Linked DNA regions of Mus musculus: regions 2, 3, 4, 5 and 6 are each linked to region 1. Evidence: chromatin contacts called from public HiChIP or PLAC-seq and promoter capture Hi-C data. All regions are on one chromosome and are shown on one strand. Each heading gives the region's core, a stretch centred on a gene start, on an enhancer-like site or on the middle of the called end of the contact. The rest is flanking DNA. Distances are from core to core; before and after follow the strand shown. Region 1 holds the start of Fig4 (FIG4 phosphoinositide 5-phosphatase). Region 2 holds the start of Ccdc162 (coiled-coil domain containing 162). Region 3 overlaps Wasf1 (WAS protein family, member 1). Region 4 has its middle 50 kb from the start of Gm48057. Region 5 has its middle 30 kb from the start of Gm48057. Region 6 has its middle 10 kb from the start of Gm48057.

Region 1 (2,627 bases), core at 65-2,564:
ACACGCACACGCACGTACCCCCCCACCCCCCCACCAGCATAAAATGCCATAACTGAGACTCCTGCCCTCTTTCTTTCTAGTTTCTCAATAAAAAAGATATATCAAACTGAAACAAAACCAATAATAGATAATAGATAATCATACTCTAAAAACCTTGTAACGTCCTGCCTTGAATCTACAGCAAACTTTAATATCCTCTTCAGCTATTTGTTTGTATTTTAATAATTACCTTTTTCTTTTCAGTATGAGAGCCCTCTAGCGGTGAATTCTGGAATATAGCGAGGGGTCCCTGTGAAACCTAGCACTTCCTGCCTGTGCTACTTTAGCGGCCACTGTTACCCTTTGGGGCAGGCAAGTCTTTAGTCCGCATTTGTGAGATAAATACCTTAGCTAAAAGGAGAACTGGTTTTGAAAAGTCGATTTATGAAGAGATCGTGGTTTAACTTTGCAAGAAAAGCAACTGGTGTGGGGTCCCCGCCGGAAGTGTACTTTCCTGCAACTGATGGCAAAATGCACCCAGAATGTGGACAATTCCCTGCCTCTGCTTACCTGTGGACCGGGGACGCGACAGCAGCTATCTTCTGAGGCTCTACTGAGGCTCTAGGTAGCTGTTAGGCGGTTGCCTTGGAAACCTGTGGGCGGCGTGCAGAGCCTCTTGGAGGGCGGGGCCTCGGGAGGTGGAGCTGTAATTCAAAGTGAATTCTTAAGCCTGTGTTTAAATGTAGTCATAATTATAAAACACCTTTCCCAAAGTGTAGAGGTGACCAACAGAGCGAGTGCATATATTACCTACTTATGCCCAGACAGCAAACGCGAAAACCTTATCTTAACTAGAACTGACTCTTAACAGCAGCGCGCTCGCCCTACACAGCACGGTCCCTTTTAGAATTCAGACCGTTAGCCTCACACATAAAATGTGCAAATACCAAAGGCGCCACATTTATGTAATTAAGAAAGATTTGTGGGCCATACAGCCACAATATTAACTTTATTGACTTTCGTGGAGATAAAATAGGCGACAAAACAGGGGAAAATCACAGGCATCCAGGAGACAGGTTTCGGGAAAATAAAGAGTATATAGGAAGAAACAGACCAATTACAACACGGAGAAACCGCTCCAAAAGGAGAACCCAATCATCTGATTTCTTTTCTTTAAAGGTCAACATAAGTCAGGTTCTTTTTCTTTCTTTCTTTTTTTTTTTTTTGCCTGCCCTTAAGAAAGATGGCACCCTTAGCGTCCGCCCTCAGCAACCCCGTGATCCTGTAGCCCCGCCCCTCCGGTTTGGGCTGGGCTGGTTGGGAGGCGGGGCTGAGGGAATCCGGAAGCAGCCGGCGAGCCCGCTGCTGAACGTTTGGTGTTCTGACACTGTTTTTGTCAGCTGTGTCTGGTGTGCTGGAGGTCTGCGGGGTCTCCTCGCTCTGTCTCCAGGGGGAACCCCGCCGCTGTCACGACCTGGGCCGCGGCCTGGTGCCCTGTGGCGGGGCCGCCATTGGCTGGAGCCATGCCCACGGCCGCTGCCCCCATCATCAGCTCGGTCCAGAAGCTGGTGCTGTATGAGACCAGAGCTGTGAGTACCCACAACGACGGGACGGGGCGGGAGGACTGCGCTGCGGGGATCGGGGCACCCTGTGGGGTCGTCGGGAAGAGGCAGCACCCCGTACTCCCTCCTCTCCTCCCAGCGCCGCTGCAGGCTCGGCCGCCAGGGCCATGCAGTCAAGCACTGGATGGTTTGCAGGTCTGTCTTGCTTAGGAACATGTGGCTGGCTGGAAGAAGTGCGTGCAGACAGGTGCTGTGGCACACAGGAACTGCACACAGCTTCTGAAAGAGTTCCTCTTTTCTGCTTTCCCATAATCTTGAAGTTCTTGAGTCCACTCCTTACAGTAAAGTCAGGGGGTATGAAAAAAAATGTGAACTTGGCCCAGGTAGCTTCTATTTTGCGATTTCATGGTATACTATCACCGTGATTGGTCTTAATCACATGCACTGTTTTGCTGGGATTCGAGGTTCTGTGACCCGGACGCATCTGTTAATAGTTCTCTGGCTTGCAGAGCGGTGCTAATAGAACTTATTTTTTTCTCATTTCTGTGCTTGGGAAACAAAGTTGCTATAGTGTGGTTTATCTGAATCTGGCCTTCACTATGATATTAGGGTGTGAGTATCTCGTTTGGTATATTCAGTGAACTGTGGCTAGTCTTCAATAGGAGAGTAAATAAACTGTCACATGGGAATTTTAGCCCACCGGTAAGCTGAGCATTCTGAGGCCCTGGCTGAGATGCTATTCTTTATAAAACAGAATTTCTTTTCCCACAAGTCTTCAGTGGCACCCATGAAAACTCGGTTGCTGAGGACGACAAACCCTGTTAGAAATTTTATTTAATTTAATTTATTTGTGTGTGTGTGTAGTGCATGTACATGTGTGTGGGTATGTGTGCCCACGTGGAGGAGTTTGGAGGCCAGGGGTTGACCCTAGATGTCTCTCATTAAATCTGGAGCTTCCCATATTGCTAGACTGGCTGGCCAATGAGTGTCCCTCGCCCAGGCTCTACCTGTCTATACGCCGCACCCCCAACCCTGGGGTCAGAGATGTGTTATTGTGTGGGGCTTTCAGTGGGCCCTGGGAATCTT
Region 2 (2,627 bases), core at 51-2,550, 410 kb before region 1:
CTGTCATTAAGGTTAGAAAGAAAGGGAAAAATCCCACCAGGGCCTTATCTCAGCCCTGAACACTTAGGAAAGGGTCTACACCTGCTCACTTACTAATAAAATCATTTTTGTGTGAAATAGATGGCTGGCTTTTAACTCAGTGGTAAAGGGTTTGACCTGGGCCAGACTCCCAGCTCAGGATAAAAACAAGGAAAATATATTGGGAAAACAAATTACCATACAAAAAGTGTAACCACTTATAACTATTTGAATGTTTCAAATAAGAATTGAGAATTGTCTCATAAAAGTATAAGATAGTTTGAAAAAAAAAACCACTTAAGATTTCAGAGTGAATATGAATAGACTTGGTTCAAAATCAGTCTTGTCTGCACAAGCCAAGAATTCCACAGAGCCTTGGGTTTCCCTGTAACATGAGGGTTCTACTAATCCTGCCTCACTAGGTTTCTGTGGGGGAGTACAGTGCCCAGCCAAGGGTCAGCAGTTAGGGAAAATTGTAAACCAGGGGTTCTCAGCCTTCCTAATGCCGTGGCCCCTTAGTTAAGTTCCTCATGTTATGGAGCCCCCAACCATAAAATGATTTCATTGCTACCTCATAACTAATTTTGCTACTGTTACAAATCATAATATAAATATCTCTGATATGCAGGATACCTGTTATGCAAACCCCGTGGAAGGGTCGCAGGAGGGGGTCGAGATCCACGGGTTGAGAATTACTGCAAAATGCTTTTGTTTATGTGCAGGGTGGAAAAAGTAAAAGATGAGTTCACATGGGCTAAAGCCAAAACTGTAGAAATCTCGGTAACTGAGTTGGAGTGTTCTAATTTGCTTACTTTCTTTGTGGAAATTGAAATTGCTTTTGCTTGTTTCGGATCCTAGGTTCCTAAAGGGAGAAAGACTATGGTGGAACCCTGTGGTGCAGAAACAACATGATCACACACAAGTTACTGCTGGAGTCTGTTTTGGTTGTTAGGGTGACATTTAGTTACTAGGAACCTGTGAAGAATGGTTTTGTCACTCCACAGTTACTAACGCAAACAAATCTGCCTCCACAGTTACCTGCTTGCCAAAGCCGCTGACTCTGGGTGGGCGGAGCCAAAGCTGTCTGTCCTGGGGGGGGGGGGGGGGGCGTTCTCTGGGCAGCTTCGGAGTTGCTGGGCAACTTCCTTGCTGGAACAGGAAGATTTCATTAATCTTTTCACTTCACTGAAAAAGAATTGTTTGGGTTCTCTTTAATTAGAAATTAGAAAGAGAGAGGGAGGGAGAGAGGAGGGGGCAGGGGAATCGGACCATTCTTGCCAAGGCAAGCCTCAACTTCCACGAAACTGTGAAGCCAGAGCAGTCCTGTGTTTGGAGCAGCAGGTATTGTGAGTCTTCTAATACTGGAGGGAGTTGGGCTCTAGAATTAACTGTACTGGAGCAGGTCACTGGCAGGGTGGTCATTTCTGCTTTGTTAGAGCTGGACTGGAGGGAAGTCAGCTTTGGGTGATGTAAGGTTGACGTGAGAGACACGCTACAGTAGACTATTCAGGATGGTGGCTTGAAAAACCCTGTGGGGTACCAGGGTAGGGACGGAACACCGCGGGCCTCATGCGTGCCTTGAATTCACGATCCTCCTGCCTCACCAAGTTTGTGCCACCATAGCCAGTTGATAAAGTAGTATTTTTAAGCCATAGCAAACTAAGATTAAACACAAGTTTGATTTTTTTCACAATGATTTATTATTTGTGGTTATGTGGATGTGGATGCCGTGTGTGTGTGTGAGTGCCCATGGAGGTCAGCGTATCAGATCTGGAGCTGAGGCAGTTCATGGGAGTGTCCCGGAGAGCTGCCCAAGCTCCTTACCCACTGAGCCATCTCACCAAAGACGCATGGGCGGGCAGATGCACGGCTGGAGTTATTGATGTGCCGTGAAGAACACCTGTTAGTGACTTCCTGAAGCGCTAGTGAGCGCTAACTGAAGCTGAGTCACTGAGCATTTCATAGATGTGACATATGGGTTAATGCCAGCTGGACCCTAGTCCTCTCCAAAAGAGCATCCAAGATGAAAGCTCTTCTTGGGCACCGCTGCATCTTTCTGTTAAAATGAGCTGAGGACGAATAAGAAACAATCACTTGCCCGAGAATGACTTACCGTGTAAATCAGTTAGCCCGACCAGTGCCCCCGAGGGTTGCTTGGATCCTGCCTGCTCGTCTCCAGGGAGCATTCCTCTTCCGGTGTCCTATCATACTTGATCAAGTGAGGAGAATTAGATGGAATCATTTCAGAGTAGTGGTTACGAAGCCTCTGATCTCCAGACACCCAACCTGGTGCCCTTTCAACTTACGACCCAGACTGTTGACCTGATCACGGACGGTCCTACGTTGTCACAGAGCTGCCTCAGAGCGTAAGAACAATAGAACAGCTTTCTTCTCTGCTGCTTTCTGCTAAAGTGGTTAAGTAGGCATTTACAAACCTCTCGGCATAGATAGTAATCATCACCGGGTGGGTGTGCAAACTGAGCACTCGAATTGCCTGTGACATTTAGTGTTTCTTGTATCAAACAGGAATTCGGTGAGTCTGTGTAAATAAGGAGACGACACCCAATAAGCCTGTGAAGGAAAGGGAAATCTAATTCCGTGGAAAGAAA
Region 3 (2,627 bases), core at 89-2,588, 390 kb after region 1:
AACGTTATTTTCAATAGTTTAAAAGATGTTGCTTTGAAATCTGAGTGCTGGCATTCATCTCTCACAACTTTTAAGCGGCTCAGGCTGAGGTGATCATTCACTGGCTGTGAAAGGGTAAAGGGTTCCATCTCCAGAAACCACTTCGAGCTGGTGCATCTGCAATCCCAGTGCTCCTGAAGTGAGACAGGAGGTGGAGGCAGGAGAATGCCTAGAGGCTTGCTGGCCATGTAGAAGCCTAGACAACAAGGCCCTGTGTCAAAGTGGGAGGTAAGGACTGACATCTGAGGCCCTCTGACCTACATGCACACACATGCACACACACACACAGAGTACACACACCAGTGAGGCCCTCTGACCTATATGCACACACGCACACACACACACACACACACACACACACACACACACACACACAGAGTACACACACCAGTGAGGCCCTCTGACCTACATGCACACACATACAGAGTACACACACCAGTGAGGCCCTCTGACCTACATGCACACACACACATACAAGGTGCACACACCAGTGAGGCCCTCTGACCTACATGCACACACATGCACACATACACAGAATACACACACCAGTGAGGCCCTCTGACCTACATGCACACACACACAGAGTACACACACCAGTGAGGCCCTCTGACCTACATGCACACACACACATACAAGGTGCACACACACCAGTGAGGTCCTCTGACCTACATGCACACATACACAGTGTACACACCAAAACATCTTTTAAAACTGACAATCTACTTTTCTCAAATTTATATTCTAGTTTCCCTCACCAACACTGGAAAAACACATTTTAATTCCTACTTTAAAGCTTGTAGGATATATTGTAATTTAACTTTCCTCCAGTGTGGACATTTTTATGACTTCCAAAAATTTTTGGACAAGTTTTCACCAGGGTCAGTTGCTATTGACTTAAATATGAAAAACTCAAAACTTCTGAAATACTTAATTCTCAAAATATGTCTTTTACAGAATAAAAATTTTGGGGAAGGGGGCAGGGCATGCAAAAGGAACAGCAAGCAACTTTGGAAGCTTTAGAGGACAGCCCACAAATTAGCATAAGCATGATGGGCGTGCCTCAGAGAGTCCAGCGTGAGGCTCTGAAGGCAGTACTCATGGCTTTACACATTAGGAAACAGAACTGGGAGCCCCTTTGGCTTCTTTTTAAGTGAGAAAATGTATGGATACTTATCACAGTGAAGAGGTGGCTTCCAAATATAACACAAGTGGGTGCCCTCACAGTCAGCATGTCCCTTGTAATCTACAAGCTGTAAGGAAACTCTCCGGGGCTCCCAGCCCCTCGCTGGGCAGTATCAGAGGCACATAAAATCACAGTGACTGGCCATTCTCAAGCACTGCTGCTGGGGCAGATCAGTGACTCCACCATCATCCTCGGAAAGAACTTAGAGATGAAGGTTGTTAGTAAAGTTACGGTAAGATGTTTTTGGTAGTGTGGCCTTGATGTTGAAAATCTCAGGGAACAACTTAAAGTTCAGAAAGGCATAGTTTTGATAGCTGAGTGAGGGGCTCCTTGAGGCCAGGGAACAAGAACAATGGCGGCCTGGTTATCGCTGGCTGATGCACCTTTCTTGCTAATGATGGGTTGGTAATCAAGGGCGATGATTAATTTCCTGTACCCGTGTATGCCCTCAGCTTTCTGATTCTACGATTTAAATGTCAATGAGTAGTAGCTGTGCACCCTGATTGCTTTTTATATATAAGTTTAGGTGTGTGATTCTTTAAGGATTTTTTCTGGGATATTTTCATTTTATTTTGAATAGTCTTAAGACATAATTTTCTTATTTGAAACAAAATTAGCTCAAACTTTACATCACAGTTTTTCCAAATAATTGCTTACCTGTGTTTTTTATCTTTTTTTTAATTTAAATCCTTTAATCTTTTTTTTTTTTTTTTTTTTTTACAGTTTAGACTTCATTTCCCCTCCTGGTCTGCCACCCAACCATTCCCCATCCCATAGGAACCATTCCCCATCCTATAGCGCCATCCCCAGGCCTCCTAACTCCCTGGGGCTCAAGTCCTCAGGGTTAGGTGTGTCTTCTCTCACTGAGTCCAGACCTGACAGTCCTCTGCTGTATATGTGTCAGGGGCCTCATATCAGCTGGTGTGTGCTGCCTGGTTGTTGGCCCAGTGTCTTTTAAGATTTTTTGGTAAGATTACTTTTTAAGAGAAATAATAAAAATGATTGCTTCTTTTTTTGAAACTTCAAAATGCAGCCTGCCAGTAAGAGAACTGGCTGAGAAATACCGTGCTTCTTCACATTTTGTTAATCCATATTAAGCTGCTTAGACATGAATGCATGTGAGTCCTTCACCTGTAATATGTACAATGTTTAATCATGGAAGGGTGTTAGAGAACATGCTATTTTTTACTTGTATTCATTGTAATCGTTCATGTGAAGAAAAACAATGTAACCACACTGTAATTTTTATATTGCTTGAAGGTTTCTTTGGGGGATATAAACTGTAGGGGAAAAGCAACGAAGTACTTAAGCATGTGTGTGTGTGTGTCCCTTTTGCCAGCCCCAGAGATTTAAGTTTTGCTCCCTCAGAGAAGAAACCTGCTGTGATTAACTGCGCCACCCAGAC
Region 4 (2,627 bases), core at 46-2,545, 320 kb after region 1:
GGCTTGCTCACCACGATGCGCTATTGGGAGGTGGTGTAATCTGAAGGGTGTGGGCCTGGTGGGAGGATAGTAGTCGATATTGGGGATCCTCTCTGCTGGAAGAGTGACACACACCCTCTCTTCTTCTCCATTTTTTGTTCCCTTGTTTGTGACACATGATCCCGCCATAGTGGCTTGTCTCCCTACAGGCTCTTTTGCTCAGTGCCTGTGACCTTGAAAACTGTGAGACATTTTTTTTTAAGCAATGGAATGTTGACCAATACACTATCTAGTTCAAGCTCTCCGTTTTTCCTGTAAGAAGTTAAAAACCTACACCTTTACACTGTACCCTTCTTGACTTTCAAATTCAGGGGTGAATGGGTTTCTGTTCTCATCTATGCTCATCGTGCTCTGTGTCACAGTCATTTCCCTCTTTCCATTCTGGATTTTAAGTCACCTGCTCTCTTTTTTATTCCTTGATAAATCTTATCAGAGATCTGTCTTGCCAATGGCTTCAAGAAACCTACCAAAGCTGGCAATTTGTTGTTGCTGTTGTTCACAGTTTTATTGAGTCCTCATCTTTTAAAAACATATTTATTTATTTTATATATGTGGGTACACTGTAGCTGTCTTCAGACCCAGCGGAAAAGGGCATTGTATGCCATTACAGATGGTTGTGAGCCACCATGTGGTTGCTGGGAATTGACTCTAGGAAGAGCAGTCAGCGCTCTTAACCGCTGAGCCATCTCTCTAGCCTCGAGTCCTGATCTTAAAATCATCATTTCCTTCTTTGCTCTGTCATTCTTTCTCAACTTCTTCCATTTGTTCATGCTTTCTGAGAAATGAATTTAGATCTGTACATTTAAAAAAATTCACCTTGATGCCTCAGTAAACACTTCGTAAATACCTTCATGATCTCGACTCAGTGGTTATATGGTGGAATGTTATTTTTGAGGAATTGTTTAGCAGTGCTTTTTATTGTTTACTTCTGAGTGCATTTATCAGTAACTGGCTACCTAATGGAGTTTATTTTTAATGTTCCACATATAATTGAAATTGTTGTTGTTGTTGTTGTTGTTGTTTGTAATATTCTTGCTGGTCTGTGTACTGGAGGCTCTCAGCCCAGAAATCTCTGGCCAGGTGGGAGGGTTCAAGCAAAGGGGAAAGGGCAGGAGCCGAGAGGGGGAAGTGCCTCTACCACCTCTGCTGCTGCTGCTGCTGCTGCCTCTGCCCGCTCTGCTGCCTCTGCCCCCTCTGCCACTGCTCTGGCACCACTGCTCACGGCAGCTGGCAGCCGCTGTTGCTCGTAGACGCTGCACTGGCTGCACTGAGCCCAGCCGAGCTGAGCCCAGCCAAGCTGAGCTGAGACAGCAGAGGGCTGGCTAGAGAGCGAGCAGAGTGCGGAGTGCGGGGGGGGGGGGGGGGGGGGGGACGACGACTTCTGGAGAGCATTCTCTTCCCAGGCAGTGTTACAGCTCTTATGCGACAGATGCTCTTTATTCCTTCTGGGTAGGACCTTATACATAGTTTGGGGGTGGGTTGGGGTCTGACAGCAGGACTTGGTCTGAGATGTTAGGGATGCCTCATCTGCATGTGGAGGGACTTGAGGGCACCGCCAATACGTGACTGCTGGCCACAATTCTCTCTATGGGAGGCTGGTGAGGTGCCTACCGTTCCTTGAGGGTCCACAGGCCTTCAAGCCTTAGCTCGACTTTACCAGGCTTCTCCTCATGGTCCACTGTCCTGAATATTCTCTTTCATTTACTTAATCTATCAGCTTAACTACAATGTAGGATGATCTAGTTCTCTCTGGTCTCCAGTTCTGTTGTTAATTTTTAAAAATTATATGTGTGTGGGAGTGCTCACACATCCCCCTGTGACAGCATGCATGTGGAGGACAGAGGATAACTTGCAGGGGTTGGATCTTTTCTTCTGTCACGTGGGTGCCAGGACTTACACTTAGACTACCAGGCGTATCTGCTCAGCCATCAATGGGACCACTCTTCTATGTTTTCAATATTGGAAACAGACCAAGGGTCACACATGACATGTATCTATGACAGATCTCTGCCATCTTTATTTCCCTTGAGTTGGTTTAATGTCGACCATCTGTTCTTTGTGGGATATCAACCAGAGAAGATTGCTCAGACATGGAGGTAAGCCAATTGAAAGTCTTTATTAGCTGGGTGGTGACTACACTCAGTATTTGAAATCTCAGTGCAGCACTGAGCCATTCTCAGGGTGAGAGTTTAAGTACAAAAAAAAAAAAAATTGTGGGTTGACATTCTTCAGTTAACAAGAACAGAAACAGAACTACAGAAGCAAGGAACAAGGTGAGCGCATTTAGAGACTTTCCCACATCTATGCGCTTTGGTGGAGTGGGCCTTTGTTTTACCTTTGGCCTGAGTAGTGCTTCCTTCATGGAGTCAGCTGTGCAGAGATCAGAGCTTAAGCATAACCCTGAGTGTATGTTTCTCTCTAGTCTCTGTGTCTGCTGCATTGCCAATGAACTGATGTAGGTCACCGGTCTCCGTAGAAACCCAGCATCGCCAATATTAATACATGATTGTGACCTGTTAGTGAACCAACCACGGAAGCATGCTGTCTCAAGGCTTCTTTTAGGCTTAGGTTGTTAATGGAAAAATGAT
Region 5 (2,627 bases), core at 80-2,579, 300 kb after region 1:
AGTACTGGTGAGACAGAATGTAAGATTAGCATTGCAAAGGACCAAGTGTAACCTGTAAACAACGGTGAATTCTGAGTAACTCCTCAACATAGCTATGAACCATGCCAGGAGATCACAGCTCAGCTGCAACAAGATTGTCACACGGAAGCTGACCAAATACCACACTCCTCCTCCTCCTCCTCCTCCTCAAACAGACAACACAGCTCTCTCTAGCAAAGATGTCTATTTTTTTTTCTTTTTTAAAACAGGGTTTCTCTGTATAGCCTTGGCTGTCCTGGAACTCACTCTGTAGACCAGGCTGGCCTTGAACTCAGAAATCTGCCTGCCTCTGCCTCCCAAGTGCTGGGATTAAAGGCGTGCGCCACCACACCCAGCAAGGGTGTCTATTTTTTGACACTGCAATATGACACTGTCTTCTACAAGTGTGTTGGGCCTCACTGTAGCTGACCTCCTTCTCTGAAGCTGTCACATGGATACAATCATAGTGTCCACCTCCTTGGTGATGGTACGGAATAGATGAAACCACTCTTACAAAAAGCTTCCAGTGTGTGGCTGGAGAGATGGTTCAGCAGTTAAGAGTACTGGCTGCCCTTCCAGAGGTCCTGAGTTCAAATCCTAGCAACCACATAGTGGCTCACGACCATCTGACCATCTGCAATATGACACTGTCTACACTGTCTTCTGGTGTGTCTGAAGATAGTGACTATGTATTTATACACATATAATAAATAAACAAACAAACAAATCTTTTAAAAAATAATAACTAAAACTTCCAACGGAGCCTGGCACACAGGAAACCCTTACAGGGCTACCACTCAGTGTTGTCACTGGCCTTTTCAGTTCTAGTCCTGTCTCTGCAGCTTGGTGTGTTTTCCCTCCTGCCTGCACCATGCCTGGGCCATCCTTTCAGGCCCTCACCCTGCTGACCCCCTTCTCATCTCATAGCCAATGGTCCATGCTAAGCAGGTCACCCTCAGGCCTGCCTGAACAGGTTCATCTCCTACTCTGAGACTTTCTACACTTTAACAATAAATTCAGGTGCAAGAGAAGCATTTCAAACGTTTATTTTATTTTATTTTATTTTATTTTATTTTATTTTATTTTATTTTATTTTATGTGAAGAAATGACGCCAACAAGCCCAGCCGGTCTGTTCTGCTCTTCTGTGCTCTCAGCCCTTTCCCCCTCAGAGATGGAAGCACGTCTTTCTGGAAGAAGACACTTAACCAAGTGACTCTGTAGTGGGGGCAGGTTGGTAGGGAGAGAGAGAGGACTGGAAAACTATATGCATCTCAGCCTGGTCTGTTACTGGGTATCTCACCCACGGGCAGGAGCAATACTGTGCTGCTGACAGCATTGTCTAAAGCAGGTCAACACTGCCATCTGTTGGTCATGCAGAGTGCCTGATCTCCCAAGTAAAATTCCATTAGGTACTAATATACCGTAATTACTGTAATATAATTACCGTAATATACGTAGTCTTTTACTGATGCTGAAAACTCAGAAAAGCCAAAGTCCTCTTGGACATTGCAAAATGTGCCAGGTCTACACAACCAGCCAGCAGAGTCAAAAATCACCTTTCATTGCCAGCCTCTCGCCTTCAAAGGAATACTTAAATGACTAGATGACTCTATGCAGCCAGCGTGTCTCTTTTGCAGTACTTGGGACTAGGGCTAGCTGGATGGTGTGTGCTGGTTATGAATGAATTCTGCTCTTGCAGAGGACCCAAGTTCAGTTCCCAGAACTCACACCAGGCAGCTTACAGCCATCTGTAACTTATGCCCACATAGTGCACAGAAAATAAAATCTAATCGAATCTAATCTAATCTGCACAAATGTAATGAGATGTCTCTGAGCTGGGACATGAATCTAGACACAAAATTCCCTTATGTTTTATGTATGCATTTTTCCACAAAACCTGAGTAATTTTTCACAATTTTGTGCACGAAACAAATTTCATGGTTTTCTACTTATGTCACATAGATACTCGAATGGTTGGAGATTCGGAGTGTTTGCTATCTGGGGCTTTCTGGTTGGGGCTTCAGCTCCTCATGGGCCTCTCCAGTATGAGTGGACATGCCAAACTGCCCATGTCCACAAGGTGGAACCAGGCTGCCCAGGTTCTTTCACTCAGAGTAATAATGAGACTGAATCTGAGATTATCATTCCACAGGACCAATGGTGAATTCTGAGTAACTCCTCAACATAGCTATGAACCATGGCAGGAGACCACAGCTCAGCTGCAGCCAGATTGTCACACGGAAGCTGACTGAATATCACACTCCATAAACAGACAGCAGAGCTCTCTCTAGTAGGAGTGCCTATGTTTGACACTGCAATATGACACTGTCTTCTACAAGTGTGCTGGGCCTCACTTTTGCTGCCTGGGATGTGTATGACTCACGGACCTCAGGATGGACACAACGGCTGAAGAAATGGGGCAACCTGTGGCAGAACATGGAGTTAGAAGCCCTGTGTCTAAGCTTCAAATTCCAGTCCCATGACTAATAATCCTGTGCTTGGACATATGGAGTATGTGGAGGGCCAGTGTTCTGTGCTCTGAGCCTCAAGGCTGGAGTTTTGAGTCTGATTCCTCTAAGCTTGGAAACAACTAGACAAAATCCTGTCA
Region 6 (2,627 bases), core at 46-2,545, 280 kb after region 1:
ATACCAAAGCTGGCATTTTCAAATTTTTAGCAAAAGTAACAAGAACTTAATTTAAAAAGCAGTTAAAACTCCCCCAAGGGGAAAGTTTTATAAAACATAATTCTGTCTAATATCCTGGGGAAATAAACATTAGGTCACTGCTCTGTCGTGTATACAGTCAAAAGTTGAACTGTCTTTTCAAGGCTTCTGTACTAATGACAAGTCTTCTTCCACGTTAGAATGAATTTCAGTTCAGCCTCTACAGCTTCTGTAGAGTCGCACAAATGACCTCTACTCCACATGTCACTCTTTCTCAAGTGTGGTGGCTTTTGGTGATCTCACCACCAAGGGAATGGCTCTCATTCCTGTCCAAAGACCCTAGAAACAACCAGGAGAGCAAAGAATAAACACAGTTAGTTATCAGCAGTAGACCATCAAAACAAAAACACTAAGAGCCATTCACAGCCAGGCATGGTAGCAAGCACCTTTAACCCCAGCACTAGGGGGGTAGAGGCAGTCAGATCTCTGGGAATTCAAGATCAATCTGGCCTGCATAGCAAGTTTCAGCACAGCCAGAGCTATGTAATAGCAAGACCCTGTCTCAAGTTTAGAAAAAAAAAATGGTATTCATTCTGTAGCTACTCAAAATGACTTAAAAGATAAGTAGCAGAAGGTGAGAAAAGTCACAGCCATAGTGATGGGCGCCATCTACTGCATGAAACAGAAGAGATAGTCTTTCTGGGCATTGTGCATGCCTCCCCTGAACCCCTCAGTGAGGTTCTGGCTAAGGTGACTGATCAGGTGGCAGCAAACCTAATGAATTCACTTCCACAAAAGCCCAAGATTACACTATAGTCCCCTAAATTGGTCACCAAATGAGATTGGCTCTAGGTAAAAAAAAAAAAAAAAGTCCTCCTGCTATCTTTAGCTCTCATTAAGAAAGTCAACAAAGATAACAAAGGGTCCAGCTGACAGTATCCCAGCACGCTCTGACAAGTGCCCACTTTTATGCCTGTGGCCCACAGAGATAACTGCTCTTGGGACCAGTACTGAGTCTTCCTGCCCTGGCAAGGTTCTCTCAACTACAAAGCACATGGACACACAAATCCAAAGTGTTAGGAACAAAGCACACTTCTCTTGTTCTTCTACAGGCAGCCAGTGTGAGAATTCCCCTGAATTTGTTTTAATATAACAATGTGGTGAGGCACACAGACCTGGAAATGTCCATTATGAAGGAGGAAATCTTAGCTCTCAGGTTGCTAGCAGCAGAAGGCATGGCCACTATGCAGCTCCCCATGGAAAGGCATGGGATGGGTCAGGAGGAGGAAAAGCCCGGGTCAAAAGCAAAGCAAAGCAAAGCCTTTAGTAGAAGCAAAGGGAAGGCAGGAAAAGGCAGTTTAGGAGTGACTTCAACAGGCCAAGCAGCTAGCACCCAGCCTTTCAGTGGTCCAGCACTGGGCAGGAGGCTATTTGGCTTGATATGAGAGAGTTGGATAGAAGCAGCAGCTGGGGATACAGGCTTCAGATCAGCTGGGCTATGGGGAAAGGCATGTTTCTATAAGTTGTTCAATAGCTAGCCCTGGGAGGACCAGTCCCTCCAGGGGGCCATTAGATGTCAAAGCATGTCCAATTCACAAAAAGAATGCTTGTTTAGTACATATCTGATCTCCTGCCCTGCTGTTCTCTCTGTGTCTCTGCCTGCCTGTCTGTCTGTCTGTCTGTCTGTCTGTCTGCCTCTCTCAGTCTCTGTCTCTGTCTCTGTCTCTGTCTCTGTCTCTGTCTCTCATGCGCGAGCACACACACAATCTATTATTGATCTCAGGCTTTTTTTTTAACTTCCTTTGGTTTTTGTTTGTTTTTGTTTTCTGATACAGTCTCACTGTGTAACTCAGGCTAGAGGGAAATCCAGGATCCATCTGCCTTGATCTAGAATGCTGTGATCACAGATGTGTGACACTGTGTCTTGCTAGACAACTGTTTTGAATGAAAATGAGGACAAGACTGCTCCAAGGTATGGTTGAGAAGATGGGCTTTTGGCTTTCTGTTTTGTTTGCTTGTTTGTTTCTAGATATGAGGGAATGTACAGCCAGAGGCACCTGAAAAGGTCCACACTGAATTAGGCCACTGAGAGGAGGGGTAAGTCTATAAGAGAGGAAGAGAGGAGAGGAGAGGAGAGGAGAGGAGAGGAGAGGAGAGGAGAGGAGAGGAGAGGAGAGGAGAGGAGAGGGGAGGGGAGGGGAGGGGAGGGGAGGGGAGGGGAGGGGAGGGGAGGGGAGGGGAGGGGAGGGGGGGAGGGGAGGGGAGGGGAGGGGAAGAAAAGAGGGAAGAGGAGAGAGGACAAGTAGATGAAGAAAGGAGTTGTGAAGAAAGCCAAGAGCAAGCCAGCCAGGAGCCAAGAGCAGAGTGTAAGAGTCCAAGATTCACTGAAGAATGATACCCCAGATTCAAATTGTATGCAAAAGCAGAAACATGCTGGGGTCTCTCATCTACAAAGGTGAAGGTGCCCAGGTGAGCTTGCAGACCCAATTTATAGAACATTAGGAGAATTCCAGGGAGAGGTAGGTGACCATGAAATGTATTAGTTGTCTCTACGGACATTCCAGAACCATTGCTGGGGGGCTGGAAACTTTTGCTAGGGAAGCCTGGAA

The links. Promoter capture Hi-C pulls out the DNA fragments that hold promoters and counts their contacts. HiChIP or PLAC-seq counts read pairs in DNA pulled down with a chosen protein or histone mark.
Region 2: a contact with region 1 is called in an H3K27ac HiChIP or PLAC-seq map of embryonic stem cells, with 2.6 times the contacts expected there. The contact joins the promoter of Ccdc162 here to the promoter of Fig4 in region 1. A contact is called at or near these places in 5 of 39 promoter capture datasets (the C10 cell line, the HPC-7 cell line, liver and 1 more), 5 of 115 datasets of contacts at active chromatin or transcription factors (the NIH/3T3 cell line, astrocytes, embryonic stem cells and 2 more) and 2 of 9 other capture datasets (adipose tissue and pancreatic islet).
Region 3: a contact with region 1 is called in an H3K27ac HiChIP or PLAC-seq map of embryonic stem cells, with 5 times the contacts expected there. The contact joins the enhancer-like site here to the promoter of Fig4 in region 1. A contact is called at or near these places in 1 of 39 promoter capture datasets (hippocampal neurons), 5 of 115 datasets of contacts at active chromatin or transcription factors (embryonic forebrain, embryonic stem cells and fetal liver) and 1 of 9 other capture datasets (embryonic stem cells).
Region 4: a contact with region 1 is called in a promoter capture Hi-C map of hippocampal neurons, with 4 times the contacts expected there. The contact joins the enhancer-like site here to the promoter of Fig4 in region 1. A contact is called at or near these places in 5 of 39 promoter capture datasets (embryonic stem cells, hippocampal neurons, liver and 2 more), 4 of 115 datasets of contacts at active chromatin or transcription factors (bone marrow-derived macrophages, embryonic basal ganglia, embryonic limb bud and 1 more) and 1 of 9 other capture datasets (pancreatic islet).
Region 5: a contact with region 1 is called in a promoter capture Hi-C map of neural stem cells. The contact joins the enhancer-like site here to the promoter of Fig4 in region 1. A contact is called at or near these places in 23 of 39 promoter capture datasets (the 3T3-L1 cell line, 3T3-L1-derived adipocytes, the HPC-7 cell line and 15 more), 1 of 15 datasets of contacts at CTCF or cohesin (large pre-B cells), 44 of 484 Hi-C or Micro-C datasets (the BV-2 cell line, the C2C12 cell line, CD8 T cells and 31 more), 34 of 115 datasets of contacts at active chromatin or transcription factors (the 230-238 cell line, the NIH/3T3 cell line, T-cell acute lymphoblastic leukemia and 22 more) and 3 of 9 other capture datasets (adipose tissue, embryonic stem cells and pancreatic islet).
Region 6: a contact with region 1 is called in an H3K4me3 HiChIP or PLAC-seq map of fetal liver, with 5 times the contacts expected there. The contact joins the enhancer-like site here to the promoter of Fig4 in region 1. A contact is called at or near these places in 17 of 39 promoter capture datasets (the 3T3-L1 cell line, 3T3-L1-derived adipocytes, the HPC-7 cell line and 12 more), 11 of 484 Hi-C or Micro-C datasets (the BV-2 cell line, the C2C12 cell line, the G1E-ER4 cell line and 8 more), 20 of 115 datasets of contacts at active chromatin or transcription factors (the NIH/3T3 cell line, acute myeloid leukemia, cardiomyocytes and 13 more) and 1 of 9 other capture datasets (pancreatic islet).

Annotation. Positions count from the first base shown.
Region 1 is chr10:41,301,928-41,304,554 of GRCm38.p6, reverse strand. Fig4 (FIG4 phosphoinositide 5-phosphatase) reads left to right here and starts at 1,314. Exons shown (of 23, transcript NM_133999.1): 1 at 1,314-1,568. The coding sequence starts at 1,503. It overlaps Ak9 (adenylate kinase 9), which reads right to left and starts at 621. Exons shown (of 40, transcript NM_001370813.1): 1 at 550-621.
Region 2 is chr10:41,715,136-41,717,762 of GRCm38.p6, reverse strand. It overlaps Ccdc162 (coiled-coil domain containing 162), which reads left to right and starts at 1,300. Exons shown (of 48, transcript NM_001358562.1): 1 at 1,300-1,359.
Region 3 is chr10:40,909,467-40,912,093 of GRCm38.p6, reverse strand. All of the region lies in intron 1 of Wasf1 (WAS protein family, member 1), which reads right to left. Among named protein-coding and RNA genes, the nearest start is that of Wasf1, 27 kb to the right of the region's middle. Within about 2 kb of position 1,338, at least 16 of the 459 cell types and tissues checked have an H3K27ac peak or open chromatin away from gene starts, as enhancers often do. A contact at or near this core is called in embryonic stem cells, where this site is marked.
Region 4 is chr10:40,984,224-40,986,850 of GRCm38.p6, reverse strand. No RefSeq gene overlaps it. Among named protein-coding and RNA genes, the nearest start is that of Gm48057, 50 kb to the left of the region's middle. Within about 2 kb of position 1,295, at least 20 of the 459 cell types and tissues checked have an H3K27ac peak or open chromatin away from gene starts, as enhancers often do. A contact at or near this core is called in hippocampal neurons, where this site is marked.
Region 5 is chr10:41,003,268-41,005,894 of GRCm38.p6, reverse strand. No RefSeq gene overlaps it. Among named protein-coding and RNA genes, the nearest start is that of Gm48057, 30 kb to the left of the region's middle. Within about 2 kb of position 1,329, at least 9 of the 459 cell types and tissues checked have an H3K27ac peak or open chromatin away from gene starts, as enhancers often do. A contact at or near this core is called in neural stem cells, where this site is marked.
Region 6 is chr10:41,023,404-41,026,030 of GRCm38.p6, reverse strand. No RefSeq gene overlaps it. Among named protein-coding and RNA genes, the nearest start is that of Gm48057, 10 kb to the left of the region's middle. Within about 2 kb of position 1,295, at least 6 of the 459 cell types and tissues checked have an H3K27ac peak or open chromatin away from gene starts, as enhancers often do. A contact at or near this core is called in fetal liver, where this site is marked.